Linked DNA regions of Mus musculus: all the other regions are linked to region 1. Evidence: chromatin contacts called from public HiChIP or PLAC-seq and Micro-C data. All regions are on one chromosome and are shown on one strand. The core of a region is the stretch at or near the end of the contact, and the rest is flanking DNA. Distances in the headings are between cores, read along the strand shown.

Evidence for each region. Hi-C and Micro-C count contacts between places; a contact is called where the count stands out from the background. HiChIP or PLAC-seq counts read pairs in DNA pulled down with a chosen protein or histone mark.
Region 2: an H3K4me3 HiChIP or PLAC-seq map of neural progenitor cells shows a contact between it and region 1, with 5 times the contacts expected there. The contact joins the enhancer-like site here to the promoter of Sox3 in region 1. A contact is called at or near these places in 4 of 39 promoter capture datasets (embryonic stem cells and stem cell-derived epiblast-like cells), 4 of 484 Hi-C or Micro-C datasets (embryonic stem cells and stem cell-derived neural progenitor cells), 6 of 115 datasets of contacts at active chromatin or transcription factors (embryonic forebrain, embryonic stem cells, kidney and 1 more) and 2 of 9 other capture datasets (adipose tissue and embryonic stem cells).
Region 3: a Micro-C map of stem cell-derived neurons shows a contact between it and region 1, with 6 times the contacts expected there. The contact joins the enhancer-like site here to the promoter of Sox3 in region 1. A contact is called at or near these places in 2 of 39 promoter capture datasets (cranial neural crest and embryonic stem cells), 4 of 484 Hi-C or Micro-C datasets (Sertoli cells, embryonic stem cells, stem cell-derived neurons and 1 more), 2 of 115 datasets of contacts at active chromatin or transcription factors (embryonic stem cells and neural progenitor cells) and 2 of 9 other capture datasets (adipose tissue and embryonic stem cells).

The regions. Positions count from the first base shown.
Region 1 is chrX:60,891,892-60,894,815 of GRCm38.p6, forward strand. It overlaps Sox3 (SRY (sex determining region Y)-box 3), which reads right to left and starts at 1,539. Exons shown (of 1, transcript NM_009237.2): 1 at 1-1,539. The coding sequence starts at 1,539. The coding sequence ends at 187. Gm38438 (predicted gene, 38438) reads left to right here and starts at 1,762. Exons shown (of 3, transcript NR_155290.1): 1 at 1,762-1,861; 2 at 2,711-2,924.
Region 2 is chrX:60,779,701-60,782,624 of GRCm38.p6, forward strand. No RefSeq gene overlaps it. Among named protein-coding and RNA genes, the nearest start is that of Gm14661, 18 kb to the right of the region's middle. Within about 2 kb of position 1,446, at least 7 of the 459 cell types and tissues checked have an H3K27ac peak or open chromatin away from gene starts, as enhancers often do. A contact at or near this core is called in neural progenitor cells and stem cell-derived neural progenitor cells, where this site is marked.
Region 3 is chrX:60,824,307-60,827,230 of GRCm38.p6, forward strand. No RefSeq gene overlaps it. Among named protein-coding and RNA genes, the nearest start is that of Gm14661, 26 kb to the left of the region's middle. Within about 2 kb of position 1,410, at least 15 of the 459 cell types and tissues checked have an H3K27ac peak or open chromatin away from gene starts, as enhancers often do. A contact at or near this core is called in stem cell-derived neurons, where this site is marked.

The DNA.
Region 1 (2,924 bases), core at 289-2,788:
CCATTTCCGCTGCTCGGGACTTCTCGCTTTTGTACAAAACCCCGACAGTTACGGCCAAACTTTCGGTCCTCCTCATCTTCGGTACAAGGCAACGGTCCCAGGCGAGCAAAGCTAAACAGCAAGGCGTCCCAACGTGGGGGGTGTGGGGCGGGGTGGGGGCGAAGAGCTGGGAGCGCGGGCCGGAGCTCAGATGTGGGTCAGCGGCACCGTTCCATTGACCGCAGTCCCGGCGCCCTGGTAGTGCTGGTGCACGCCGTGCAGCCGGCCGCCTGGGAGCGGAGAAGCGGCGTCGGCCGCGTCCCCGCCAGGTGGCAGGTACATGCTGATCATGTCGCGCAGGTCGCCGAGGCACGCGCGCTGCGAGTGCGAAGCGATGGCGGGCGGCGGAGAGCTGGGCTCCGACTTCACCACGGAGCCCATGGGGCCCAGGCTCATGGCGGCGGCGGCGGCGGCCGCGGCGGCAGCGGTGGCGGGCTGCTGCCCGTAGGCGGCGGCGGCGGCGGCCGCGGCGGAGGGCGCCATGCCCCCGTAGCCCGAGGCGGCGGCAGCGGCGGCGGCGGCGTTCATGTAGCTCTGGGCGCCGGGTGGCATCATGGGGCTGTACTGCAGGCCGGCCATGTCGTAGCGGTGCATCTGAGGCAGCGCGGGTGGCGGCGGCGGGCTGCTCATGCTCGGGGGCTGCGCGTAGCCCAGCTGCTCCTGCACGAGCGAGTAGGCGCCGTTGGCCCAGCCGTTCACGTGCGTGTACGTGTCCAGGCGCTGGCCCACGCCCACCGGGCTGCTGGCGGCGGCGGCTGCGGCGGCAGCGGCGGCGGCTGCGGCGGCGCCCGGGGGCAGGAGGCCGCCGGGCAGCGAGTACTTGTCCTTCTTGAGCAGCGTCTTGGTCTTGCGGCGGGGCCGGTACTTGTAGTCCGGGTACTCCTTCATGTGCACCGCACGCAGTCGCTTGGCCTCGTCGATGAACGGCCGCTTCTCCGCATCGGTCAGCAGTTTCCAGTCGGCGCCCAAGCGCTTGCTGATCTCGGAGTTGTGCATCTTGGGGTTCTCCAGGGCCATCTTGCGCCGCTGCCCGCGGGACCACACCATGAACGCGTTCATGGGTCGCTTGACGCGGTCCTGGTCGCTGCCCCCGCCGCCACCACCACCACCGCCGCCGTTCGCGCCCCCGCTGCCCCCGTTGCCTGCGTTCGCTCCGCCGGCTGGGTTCGCGCCACTCTTGCCTGCAGCGCCGGGAGCTGCGGGGACGCCGGTGCCCGCGGCTGGGGTGGGCGGCCCCACGGGGTTCTTGAGTTCAGTCTCCAGCAGGCTGTACATCGCCGGGGCGGGAAGGAGGTGCGCCAGCGTGGCGGGAGGAGACGGCGCTCCGGGGGCTGGAGCGGCCACCGTGAAAAGGCCGGGGGACTCCGTCGGAGTGGTGCTCAGGGGCCGGCGGGCCGGCAGCTCAGGCGGGAAGGGCAGGCTAGCCGAAGGGCTCCGCGCAAAGTCGGCGGGAACTCGCGGGCTTCTCTCACCTGATGCGTTCTCTCGAGCTGGTCGCATTCGCAGCTTGCCCGGGAAGCCTGCCCGGTCCCTTATATACCTGCTCAGATCCGGGAGGGTTGGGGCTCGGTCCGCCCCCTCACCACCCGTGGGCCTCGTGATTGACAGGCTCGCCGTGATGAGTCCTGGCCAATCAACACCGAGCCCCCTGTGGCCCAGCTTGGAAAAAAAAGTTCGGGGAGCCCTTTCGTTCACCCTCCAGACCCCTCTTGGGTCGAGTGACGTGATGAGAGCTTTTTCAGGAGGCGGGAGTCCACGAGACCCGCTCTGAGACCACCAATTAGGGTCTCAAAAAGTTTGAAAGAGCGAGAAACCCGAGGAGGTGAGGGAGGAGGGGGGAAGAGGGCGCGCGAGCAAGCGAGACTGGGGGGAGGAGGGGCAGAGGAGCGCCCGCGGGGTTCGGAAACAACTTTGCAGACTCGACTAGGCTGACCAGCGCCCCATCCCATGGCCCACCTGGAAAGCTCCCCGCCCGCCGTCTGCACGGAGGACCTCCAAACCCTGCTGTTGCCAGCGCTAAGGACACTGGGGACCTCTAGCAGTCCAGGCATGCTTGGGACGTTGAGTGTATAACGGAGGTGCGCTACGCTGAGCCACTGAGAAGCCTTCCTTGGAATTGATGGTAGCCGGTTGCCTGAACCCTCCACCCCGAGGGCCACTGCGTGCAGGACCGAGAGAGGGGCGGGGGCCGGGGAGCGGGACTGCTAGCGCACCTGGCTGTGAGGCTCCATGGGGGGTTTGCCAGTGCGAGTGGGGAGTGGCCTCGGCCTGTGCCCGGGGGAGGCGCTCGAACGTAGCTCCTGGGGAGCGGGTTTAGGATGCAAAGGGCGAACGAGCCTTCACTTTTTCGCTCTGGGCCCCTGCTTAGAGGCCCCTTTTTGTCTCTGCTGTCTGGCCATTTCGGGTTTTCCAGTCCGATGCTCCTGAGGGGGAGGGTCGGGCCCCTTGGAAAATCCGTTTTCATGGCAACACGGAGCCTCTCGCAGTAAAAGAAAAGTTTGGGGGGGGGTGGCCGGAGCTGAGCCTAGGCCTTGCTCCGGGTGCACCGCCCCTCCTCCGACCGCGCACCTGCTACGACCGCTGCGAGCGGCTCTCGGCACGCAGCCGCGCTCCCCCCCCCCCCCAAGCGGGCTGTGCTAACAGACTCTGCTTCTCCTTTCTTGTTTTACAGCCTTTCTGACCGAAGGCTGGAGAAGCAGAGTGGGACCTTCAGGCACTTTGTTGGGTTATCTGCCAAGGACTACCATCTAGAGAAACCTCCGCTGCCCGGAGAGGGAACCCGGACATTCTCCGCTGCCAGCTCAAGCAAGTGGCATGGCGTTTGAAAACTCTTGAAGCCCTCGGAGGCTGCTGGAGGGAATAGGAAGCCATCTGGGCAGATGTGG
Region 2 (2,924 bases), core at 196-2,695, 110 kb before region 1:
AGGTAGAAATGCTAGGCTGTTTTAAGACATAATCTTTAGGACGAAATCTAGAAGAACAGCCAAGTCTGCCCACCAAATCCACTGCATATCCCGGGAAAAGATAGACTCCAGGATGCAAGGAAGACATCCTCAGTCTGATTTTAAAAGCCTCCTGCTTTCCAGTTTACAAACGGAGGACTGAGACAGAGGATGCTGCTGAAAGTAGTGATAGGCAAAGATTTGAAACTATCAATTTCTGTCCCCTATAATTCTTTTCCTTTCCAAACGAATTCTGTGACAAATATTTTTTTCTGCACCTGCAGCAGTAGATTTTTATCTCATTGTCTTTCATTTTTATGTGTATCGTCTCTCTCCTCACAGTCTGTTGGAAGCTTTGACGGGGAACCCCAGTTTTCCCTGTTTGATGAGAGGTTTCAATAATGAGACTCTAGCTTGATGGTGCATGCCAGCTCTGACATGATACATTTAAAAGGATGTCTCAGGAATTTTCAGGATTTTGAAAAGGAAAGGTCCTTATAAGAGAGAGTAATGTCCACCTTGACTTGTATAATTGCAGCATATACTTTGGGAAATCACTAGGAATAATTAACCCATTCTTGATAGCACGTGCTTAGCTAATTGGGCTGAAACCCAGGGCTGGTTAGCAACTTGGCCGAGTGCCAGGTAGCAGGTGTCTGTATAGAGTCAGCCCTGATTCTTTTTTCAAAAGGAGGAAGGTCTATGCATGTTTTGTTTTTGAGAAAGTTTGCTTAGATTTTACCCCTCTCCCACCCTCATTTGAAAATGAGGAGAAAAAAAGTTTATTAGTACTAAATAAAGATTATCTCTCTTTTATGTAGTTTGATTTTCCTCCAACCAACTTCAGTCTAGATTTCTACATGTACTTCTTTGCCTTCATAGCTTTTATTTATTTATTTTATCATAGGCACACAAACAAGATTATTTTATGGCACTTTACTACAAGGCCCACGGACTAACATTTCAAAATATAGCCCTCATAATTTACACATCTGAATTACAATATCGTTTTTAACTCGTGAGCTAACTTGCAGTATAGCTGTGCAAGCAGCAAATTTACATTCCATTCACTTTCCTTCATCCAACTATAAAATTTCCACTTATCAGAAGCCCTACAACAGGAGTTAGAGGTCAGTGATGGGTCCAAGGATATTCGGCAGGATTGCTGGGGCTCTGTAAGTGAGGAACAACATTCCCAACATACCACTGATAAACAGGCATCTCTGAATACGCATCTGAATCCCTGCCCCCCGGGGAGCATTTGAGTGGAAGAAGGGAGGCTTTCCCTGCACCCCAGCAAAAGGGAGCTTGAGAAAGTTTCCCATGAGTTTCCGGAATGTTGCTGCAAAGAATAGAATCCCACTTGAACTGGCAGTATAAAGATTGGGGGAGCCCCACTAAACTCAAGGGCAGGAAGTGAGAAGCCGCTGCAAAGGAAGGCACCATTCTCTGTCTTTTTCTCTTTGCATTCTTACCTTTGCTTCCTCAGCAACCCTCTGCTTGGTCTATTGAAAATGTTGCTCGGTATGTGGAAAAGAAATGTCATTTTATAAAAGCTACTAGTGGCGTACACTGTCTTCTGGTAAGAAAGCAAAGAGAGAGGTCAGCTGTCCGTTCCTTATTCCTCTAGCTCTGACTTCTTAGCAAAACTTTAAAATTTCAAATTACTCTTAGAAGACACCCTAGTAATTAGGTGCTAGTTGTCCTCAAGTGAATAATTTTGTCAACATGTCTGATATGTGGAGTATTACTACTCAGTATTTCTGAATGATCCTTCCATGAGCAAGTTTGAAAATGTGTGACCCATAGGAAGAACTGGATATTGAGTCTTTCCTGAGCACCCTGACAGACATCCATGGCCATAACTCTTCCTTACTGCACTCAGGTTGGCCTCAGAAGTCTTCTTTAACACTCCAAGCAGTGGGGGTTATGGATCCTGAAGTGGCCACCTCATGTAGCAAGTCAGGACTCCCAGTGGAAGGATAAGGACAGCAATCTATCCACAAAACCTTCAACCCAAAATGTGCCCTACCTCTAAGAAATGAAGGGAAAAAGAGCAGAGACTCAGGGAATGGCCAACCAATGACTGCCCAACTTGAGACCCATCCCAAGGTAAGAACCAATCCCTTGACATTATTACTGATACTCTGTTATGCTTGCAGACAGGAGCCTACCATGGCTGTCCTCTGTGAGCCCAGCAGACCATGGAAAGGGATGCAGAAACACCCACACAAAGTAAGTTTTTAGTGAAGAGTAGCCATAGAAAGGAAGAGAAGAAAGCCCCTACTGGAGGGTACTAGAGATCTACATCTCTGGGAAGATCCAACACACAGGTCTCCATCTACTGCATAGTTTCACTGGAAAACTCAGCAAGTGTTGTGTGTGGTGAGTTCATAAGTGATTGTTTGTTTGTTTAGTTTTATTTTTTGGCATTTTGGTTTATTTGCTTGCTTGGTTTTGTTGTGTTTTTCCAGACAGGGTTTCTCTGTGTAACCCAGGCTGTACTGGAACTCACTCTGTAGACCAGGCTACCCTTGAATTCATAGATATCTGCCTGTTTCTGCTTCTTGAGTGCTAGGATTATAAATGGTGCCACCACCCCTGGCCCAAAAAGTAATCTTAGAAGAATGGTATAATCCATGGTTTGGTTGATTGGTTTGGTTTGTGTATTAATAATGTCCTGGTAACTATAAAAGAGAAAAAGAGAAACTCTGGTGGAGGGTTAATCCATGAACCAAACCCAGTAAGCTTATTTCTATTGCATAAATAAATGTTAACAAAATCAAATATACCCTTAAGAATCTTAAGTAATTTGGTTTTTGTTCGTTTGACTGAAGCCACAACCAGAGTGAAATGGATGGGGGGCTTGCTTGAGGGAGTATTGGGAGGAAAGGAAGGGTTGATAT
Region 3 (2,924 bases), core at 160-2,659, 68 kb before region 1:
CCCCATCAGTGTCCAAAGTACATTCACAGATACTGTCCATTTAGTTTTCATAAATCAATACATTGACATAATATAAAAATTTCTTCATTTGTCAGATGAGAAAACTGAGACGCAAAGTGGTTCAATCATTTGTCTAATTTTGCACAAGTCTAAATGCATTTCTGTGGTTGGAACACAAGCCTGTTGTACTCTAAGAAAAGTCAATAATACAGCCTTCACCACAAAACCTTGGGCCCTGAAGTTCCTGTGATAGAAGCCTAGGAATCCCAGCATTGGGAACTGGGTATGTGTCTCCCGTCACTTGTCCTTGGGTTCCAGCTCAGAAGCTAGGGCCATACTACTCATTATTGGTGCATTCTGATGCCCATTTCCTAGCATTGAACCTATGCTCTTAGCACTTCCACTACCCTGAAAACAGGAGCAGTTCCATATTCTCGTCTCCCTGGACAGTTATGAGCCCGTCTCTGCTAGCCATATCCCAGCAGATTACATAGCAGAGCCCATGTCTTCAACATGAACCAGTCAAATGGATGGAGCTAGAGCTGCTGCCTTTGCACTTTTCTCGGGGCAGTTTTGACAGGCAGAGGAAGCCCAGGAAACTGGGGCTTTGTAACTATTACATGCTTTCCCCAAAGGTCTACCTGTGCCATACTAGAGAACTACCTTAGATCCTAGCAAGATGGCGTTGGCTAGATGGTTGGTTGTTGGGTTGTTTGGTTGGTTTGTGGGACAGCATTATGAAACAAGTAAAATGCCAGCAGGAAAGGCCTAAGTGTGAGGAACTGGTGTTGGTGGGAAGAAAGAGAGGAGAGTCTACAGAGCTGTAGAACATTAGTTATAAGTCAGGAGAATATGGAAAAGGAAGTTCAAATGAGGGGACTAACATACTAAAGGGAAATGGAGAAAAGGCTCGCAAGTTCTGCTTGAAGTACAACTTTCCTTCAGTCCTGATGGGGAAATCTATCAGAGCAGCAGGACCACCAGGATCATCACATCTCCCTAATGTTCCGAGTATTTTCCTCACCCCCAGATGGTCTGGGGATTCCCTAAGCAGACACATGTCAAGCTGCAGCTTCCAACACCTGGCCTTAGTGTGAGCAATGGGGGCCCTTTCACAACACGCTGAGAAGGTTTGTTTTGTTTTGTTTTTAATTTCTCATGAAGACATCGTGCCCCAAATTGCTTGGGATGCTGGGATCTGCCACTGGACATTCCCTTGGCATGGATTTTGGCAGGAAAGGCCCAGACTGGGCAATAATCCAGGGCAGACAGTGCTGGCTGGAGTCCCAGTTCCCTGACCTGGCCCACTGCCCTCCTTGGCTATCAGACAACATTCGCAGAGCCTGCAGACATCTGTGTGCCCATAGGAACGGCTAGGGGGCTGCAGGATCTAGAGACACAAAAGGGTCCCCTTTGTCTCCCTCTGTCCTCACTAATGGCCTGAGTCCCTTCCCAGGGCAGCAGCTGGGTGTTTGGGAGGGAGTGGGGGCAAGATTTGGCCTCTGACCAGAAGAACACAAGGCTGCCCTTAAAGAGGTGGCCCAGCTGTTGGGAATGAACACACAGGTGCACATGAGTGGCACCAACCCTCACCCATATTCCTCCTCCCCTGATGGAGGTGAGGGCTATCGGCCAGACTAAGGTATCCCTGCCCACGTTATAGAGTGTGTGCTATTTGTCCTGAATCCATGTCATGTGTAGGATCTAACAGGCACAGCCTTCCCACCACTTGCAAGGAATCTTCATTTCAATGTATCGTAGCTTACAAGGGACATTCACCTGTTGGCATCGTACTTTCACATGCTCACCCATGTGGACTCTTCTCCTAAAGTAGCTCCAGATGTGTCTCCTTACATTGATTTCATGTGATCTCTGCTTGCCCTTTCCCTTTCAGTCACATCATTCTACTCACCTCGGCTCATCTCTCCATTGTCTGCACCCTACCTACCACCTGTTCCCTGGTACACATGCACATTCTGATATCAGGCCAAGACCTGGGATTCTGTATCAACCATTCTGGGAATAAAGTCTCTTTCCAGTGTCTTACAGTGACAGAAACAGCCTTCAGTAGTATATGAGCAAGTGCCTGACTCTGTAATTGACAGGACAGCTTGTGTTAATGTTGACAGAACAGTAAACTAACAGAATAATTCTCCCCTCACAGTGACAGAAAAGGCTGGTCAAGCAGTGATCCAGTGTTTTGCCATCTCTACTTTAAATTACACTGTTTTTTTTTCAAGGTGAAGCCAATAGAAATGTGACCTAAAGTTTGATGCTGGGCCCTACAGCTATTTGTTGTTGGTATATGGTAGGAGCTTCCTCCAGCATATACATGTACTGTTAGATTCACCAAAACAGGCTTGCAGCAATATAACACTAATCAGAAAACTCAGTGATCTGGATGATTTTCCTTAAGGCAGATCCAAACACAATGCCATCCATCCTCAGGCTCAGAACCCCAGGTACAGATCACTGTTGAAGAAAGCGTAGCAGGACATATTTCCAAACCATGAAAGAGCACTAAGTTGTGAAAGAAGCTGCAGTCACAGGTCCCATATTAAGCAAGGACCACAGCCCCTTGATTGGGGAAAAAAAAAAAGGTCCCAGACAGCCAAAATGAGATCCTGGCTGCCTGAATTCAACCATATAGATACAGACTACTCAGAGTCAAGCTGCATATAGTTTGTTGCCTTTGTATCTCAAAATTTCTTTGCCTGAAATTCAGTGTCCAACCACCAAAGGCCTATAGGCATTCATGCTCATACCTACCATTATACCTGCTTTGCTCTATCAGGTAGGGAGTCTGACCCTTGAAGGATATTTCTCAAGGTGAGTTCCCATGAGGTTTTGCTATTAGGAGGTACTCGCTACAGACAGGAGAGAAGAAAGAGGGGAGACATTAAGGAATTTCTTACTTGTGTCTC